2 separate regions of the Xenopus tropicalis genome follow, and region 1 is linked to region 2. The links are chromatin contacts, called in public Hi-C maps. All regions are on one chromosome and are shown on one strand. Each heading gives the region's core, a stretch centred on a gene start, on an enhancer-like site or on the middle of the called end of the contact. The rest is flanking DNA. Distances are from core to core; before and after follow the strand shown. Region 1 holds the start of ahcyl2 (adenosylhomocysteinase-like 2). Region 2 overlaps ahcyl2 (adenosylhomocysteinase-like 2).

Evidence for each region. A called contact is a pair of places that touch in the nucleus more often than the background predicts.
Region 1: a Hi-C map of neurula embryo shows a contact between it and region 2, with 2.2 times the contacts expected there. The contact joins the promoter of ahcyl2 here to the enhancer-like site in region 2. A contact is called at or near these places in 3 of 5 Hi-C or Micro-C datasets (brain, neurula embryo and tailbud embryo).

Annotation. Positions count from the first base shown.
Region 1 is chr3:87,268,557-87,271,507 of UCB_Xtro_10.0, forward strand. ahcyl2 (adenosylhomocysteinase-like 2) reads right to left here and starts at 1,590. Exons shown (of 17, transcript NM_001016409.2): 1 at 1,272-1,590. The coding sequence starts at 1,568.
Region 2 is chr3:87,233,773-87,236,962 of UCB_Xtro_10.0, forward strand. All of the region lies in intron 1 of ahcyl2 (adenosylhomocysteinase-like 2), which reads right to left. Among named protein-coding and RNA genes, the nearest start is that of ahcyl2, 35 kb to the right of the region's middle. Within about 2 kb of position 1,764, at least 1 of the 11 cell types and tissues checked has an H3K27ac peak or open chromatin away from gene starts, as enhancers often do. A contact at or near this core is called in neurula embryo, where this site is marked.

The DNA.
Region 1 (2,951 bases), core at 340-2,839, 35 kb after region 2:
CTTACTATGTTACTACGGGTGAAAACATCTGGCAGGCACAGTAAAAGAAAATCTCTGTACTACTTCCCTATTAGAACTATGTAATGCATTCACATTTAGAAAGAAATCCATCAGTCTTCCTGCAGGGTCACTACAACAGTAGTTCTTAACATTGTTTTTTCAGAGAACCCAAATCATGTCACAGAACCAGCTTTGAGAATTGTTTTAGAACCACTAAACCAATTTGCAATGTTTTTATCACTGCTGGGAAAAATGTACACTATTTAGGGGCACCATGGAACCCCGAACATGGCTGTATGATATAATTTGACAACACCGACCTGCCTTGATATATTCATGAAAGAAAAAGTAAATAGTCTTAGGGCTTAAGTCCATGGGAGATTTTCATCAGATTTTATCTGCTCGTCTTGCAACAGGCTGTAATGTACAGTCCGATCAAATAAAGTCAGATAGTGTATTTTTTTCCTGCATCTATATTCAACGGTGTATTTAAATGAGGGGAAAAAAGCTGGTGACACACCATCAGATTTTAGCTTGTTGGCTGAAGATGCGGCATTCAGTGTGTTCCCTTCCAACAGGCACATTGTGTGTTGATGGAAACTGTTTCATATAGTTTACACATCAGATTTTTCTTTCAGCCCCATTATATTTTGAACAGTGCAACCACAGATGACTTGTAGTATTCGTTTTGTCCATCATGGAGTTTAGTCCTAAAGCTAACAGACATGGACAGTGTAAACCAGAAAAAACATAACCTAATAGGATGCACTGGAACAGAAGAAAAAAATTCAAGGTCACCTGACTATCGTCAGTGCAGCTGAGCTGCGCATAATTTGCGTCTCCCCCCGTGCATCATGCACCATTTAGCTAGCTCTGAGAAGGAAAGAGACAGAGGCCAATCACAGAGCAGCTATCGTGCAGCCAAGGGGAAATGGAGTACCAGTGTAGGGATTTCTGACTCAATGCTGCTGCGTTCACCTGTAGGGTAAAATCACATCTTAGCAACAGCAAGATATCCCTTCGCGTAGAAAAGATGGAGGAAAAATAGTCCCATTCAAAGTCAAGAAACTGGTACAATGAAGCGAGCAAAAGCTCTCATTTGATAGGAATGCAAAACAAGGAATAGTTTGGATTCACCAAGGATGACCAATCTGTGTATAGCCCTCTAAAGATCTTATATCTAGACGTCCCAGCATCCCCCATCCTTAGGGGCTGCTGGGAGTTGGAGTTTGACTGCTGACGCTCCACAGATACAGCAAACCTGCAATTACCTTTTTGACGGTGCGTGGGGCTTCGCTGACCGCTCCTTCTGGGCTCCCTGCTTCGTCGCCACCGTCCTTTGGCCGCTGCGTCGGGTCACTTCTTTTCATGGCGGAAGCCGGTGCTCCTTTTATCGGCTGGCTGAGAGCTGGGATCGGACTGTTGTCTGGCTCTGTGGGTGAAACGGCGGCTGGTACGGCCGGGACTGCTGGAACAGTTGGTAGAGAGAGGCCCTCGGGTGGCCGTTCGCTGTTCATATCTTTTAGCTCCATAGCTGCCATTTTGACGGTAGCGACCTGCACAGACATGGCTATTCACAGTTCGAACTCTCCTCTTGTCCTCACTGCTCCCTGCTTACCGCACACAAACACTAACACGCTGCCACCGGCAGCCACCAACACGCCCCTGTTAGCATTGACCGCCTACGCGCAGTGCATTACGGGATGCGTAGTTCCAGCCATCACCTCCTACGGCTAAGAAAGAATTTATTCGAACTACCATTCCCATAGTGCACACTGTATCTGTGCGAAAGAGATCGTGTAATGCAGCTGGTGATTTAGTTCCCAGCCGCTTAGCGTTGGATGCGTTGCATTGCAATGGTAGGCGGAATAACCTGCTGGAATAGCTATATTTATTTTTGCGCGATATCTAAGGCCAGATAATAGTTGAGGGCCAAATCCATGTGTCATGGGAACGAGAAAACTACTGTTACGTAGCTTAGCTCACTTGCAAAAAAAGGCATCCAGCCCTGTCTTGAATCTATCTAATGTATCTGCCAATACAACTTCACAGCTCTTGCTGTAAAAATAAATCTTAACCTATTTTAAACCTCTTCTAATCAAAGTGGATGCCCTGACAACTGTAGGAAGGACCTAATGTCCATTTGTCTAAGTCTAAGCTGTCCTTCAGCACCTCTTCTCCAGTCTTATATCATAGGCATAGATGCTGTTTTAGTCTGGGGTGGCTAATGGTGCCATATGTAGGTTTATTACTTGATAGGCTGACTTTAAAGGTGTCTCATTTAGTAAAAACTATTGACTTTTTCCAGTGAAGAAAGCAAATTTTCCCCATTAACTTTGAAGCCAGGCTTGCCACTTTTTATCTTTCTGCACTAAACAACATTGAAAACAAACAGCATTTTTACTGGTTTTTATATCATTTAAAACACATAACTCATTGCCACTGGCAGGGCCATCTTTCCTACACCTTAACCATCCGGCAGCGAGTGCAGGGCACTTTATGTATGATTTATCACTTAAAGGAAAACTATACCCCCAGAATGAATCCTTAACCAACTGATCTTGCCAAACTGTAATATATATATATATATATATATATATATATATATATATATATATATATATATCTCAATAAATGTTGCCCTTTTAATCCTTTTCCTTGATCCACCATTTAGTGATGGGCTGTGTGCTCCCTCAGAGATCACATGACGAGAAATAATGCAGCTCTAACTATAACAGGAAGTAGTGTGGAAGCAAAAGGCAGAACTCTGCCCATTAATTGGCTGATGGGGCATGGGTGCTGTCCAACTTCTGTGGTACCGAGGGCCGGAATTTTTCCTACCTACGTGGTAGAGGGCCGATAATGGAAGCCAGTTTTGACCACTCCCCTTTTTGAAACCGCACCCACTTGAAACCACACCCATGTTATCACATGACCATACCCATATTATG
Region 2 (3,190 bases), core at 514-3,013:
GCCCAGGGAGCTTTCTACTGATTGCGACAAGGACCAAAGTACTTAAAGCTCCATACTAACTGGCAGGGGATGTCACCACTTAGGTGGGAGTAAGAAGAGCAAAGGAGCTGGGGCACATCAAGCTCAGGTCTCCCACTGAGCTGTATCATACTTTATAATGTAGTAGTAGTAATAATAATAAAAATAAAGTGCATAATATAAAATGAAATAATTACATTTACATTATATATGTAATAATTAAATTATATACCATGCACTAGTTGCGCCACCCCCCCACTCCCGGTCCTTGGAAAAATTGTCTTACTTGAAACCGGTCCTTGGTGCAAAAAAGGTTGGGGACCACTGATCTAAGATACTGTGTAAAATTATCCCTAGTTGCTAAAAACACAAGGGCAGAAGGCTTACTTGATTTTAACAGCTCCCAGACATGGCAGTGCAACTGTTGTACCAAAGCAAAGCACCATATGAAACTATCATAACCAAAATTCACATATGGTCGGTAGAATTTTTTTAATTAAGATTGAAAAATAACAAACATAGTTGGAAGGCTACAAATCAACAATCTTGTAGTAATGAGTTACTTTTGATATAGTCTTGCATTTTTACTTCTAGTATATTTATTGATAGAACATACGCTAATTGCATACATTTATTAATTTACTGTACGTTTGGGTTCAAATCTATACCTGTCATTTTTGAAGTCTCTAAAAGCTTACCCCGAATCAAAGTTGAACAAATATGACATTTTAGAAGTTGCTAAGACAAGAATGAACTTATTTTAACACAGTACGGTAATTCTTAACCTATGAGCCAATAGAAAATTTAATGTACATGCAACAACGCAGCACATTATTTTGTTTTATATGTAAACTTGTAATAAAAAAAAGATTAATATATTACAGGGCAAACACTGCCAGTTATTGTGCATAAAGACAAGACTGACAGATACAGTTCCTTAGCACTGTCAACCTATACTAAACCTAAAAATTCACAGAATAAAGTGGTAACAGGGGCGCATCTACATGTTTTTATTTATACAGAACCATTGTAACAGTACACACTAACTGAAAAACGGTGCTTGAAACTTGGCTAGATATCAACAATAAAAATGTTACTGTAACTTGTGCATTTACAAATATACCTGAATTCAAGCAGCCTTTCTAACGCATAACGTACTAACTAAAAAAATAGCTTTCTGTTTATGTTACAAGGAAATGGTGTGTAACTATTGTCTGTAAGTGCGCAAATGCAAACAACTTTATAGGATTTTGTCTACAGGCATTTGTGAATGACCCCCTGCACATCTTATAACAATCACTCATTCAACCGTATAATATATCCCAGGGTCTCAACCCACAAAAAGCACAGGTATACACTTTATCTAAGCTTTTAAGTCTAGAGACTCTGGCAGTTATAAAAATTTCCCCTGTGCTCAGACATGGATTCCCTTAGATAAGCAATTAGGCTAATTGTTAATAATGTGGGGTGTAATTTGTTATTTTTTTAAGACAAGCAATAATGGGCATATTCTTACCATCCAGTCTGGCACGTTGAATGCAGTGGTATCTTGTGTACTTTCCGTTCTTTCCATTTCTTCACCTGCAAAATGATTGTCCTCAAGCTAAGGAGAGACAACTCTTGGTATGTTTGGGAAAAGCTGCGTTCTGAAAAGGGCTGCCAAATCTACTGCAAGTCAGTCAAGGAGCTTATAAAGGGACTCGGCCCCCACCTTTGCTTTCCAACTGTGAACAGAAACTACACTTTACAAAAGTCAGTGGCTCACAGAGCTAATGTTTCAAGATCTGGCAGGACTCTGCTCCCCAGTCATATCCCTTGTGAAAGAAAAACTATCAAGCCCCTCCTTTCATGCAACATACCTACAATTTCCCCTTGCTCTACTCGTAGTATCTGCCCAGTGTCTTATCAACACCTTATAACAATGACTCATTCATTCTCTGGAAGTCAATACTTTAGACAAGGCTGAGAAAAATCTATGTTCAAGGGGTAATTTACAAAGTTTCACACCTCCCTCTACTTTTCTGCTCCCACAGGTAACCTTGAAAATAACTTTGATGTCAATCATAATCAAATACATGTAAATGTGTACATAGAACGGTTACATGCCACATCTAACAATAGCCCAAGATATCAGGATAGCAATACCTACAAAGCAAGACAAAATGGTACAAATTAAATTGAATAGAATTGTATTATTGCAACACACTGGCTCAGCACAGAATAGGTTCCTACCTACTTGGTTATTAGAAACTATTCCACTAAACTGTGTGCTGATGCATATCTATTAAGCCCAAACAGCAAATTCTAGAGTACAGTATTTTTAATGTAAAAACAAATACAAAGTCAATACAAGATGCAGAGAGTTCTTCTGTAAAGCACCCACCAGGCCATATAAAAAGTTTTAAAACAATTGTGTTGTTCACACCGTTTAATCCCTGCATTGTTCACCCTCTGCATTGTTCACCTTTTCACACCTCAGACAGACCGTAGGAGCAGTAGAAACCCACAAATAAACCCTGCACACTACAAAAAGAACATATACTGAGGTGGTTCTGCAATTAAAAAAGTTTTTTAATATATAGTTATTGTGCAGACTGTAGGAGCAGTGAAAGCATTGTGGCACACACAGGCAGGGTAGGGCAGGCCAGGCAGAGTACGGCACAAATGCAACACAGGGCAAGCAGAGTATGGCACACACAGGCAGTGTAGGGCAGGCCAGGCAGAGTATGGCACACATGCAACATAGGGCAGGCAGAGTATGGCACACACAGGCAGGGTAGGGAAGGCAGAGTATAGTGCACACACAGGCAGCATAGGGCAGGCAGAGTATGGCACACATGCAACATAGGGCAAGCAGAGTATGGCACACACAGGCAGCGTAGGGCAGGCCAGGCAGAGTATGGCACACATGCAACATAGGGCAGGCAGAGTATGGCACACACATGCAGGGTAGGGAAGGCTGAGTATGGCAGGTTTTTGCTGTACTACCACCATTAATATGAAAAAAAAACTGTTACAATGTGTACTGTTACAATGGTTCTGTATAAATAAAAACATGTAGATGCGCCCCTGTTACCACTTTATTCTGTGAATTTTTAGGTTTAGTATAGGTTGACAGTGCTAAGGAACTGTATCTGTCAGTCTTGTCTTTATGCACAATAACTGGCAGTGT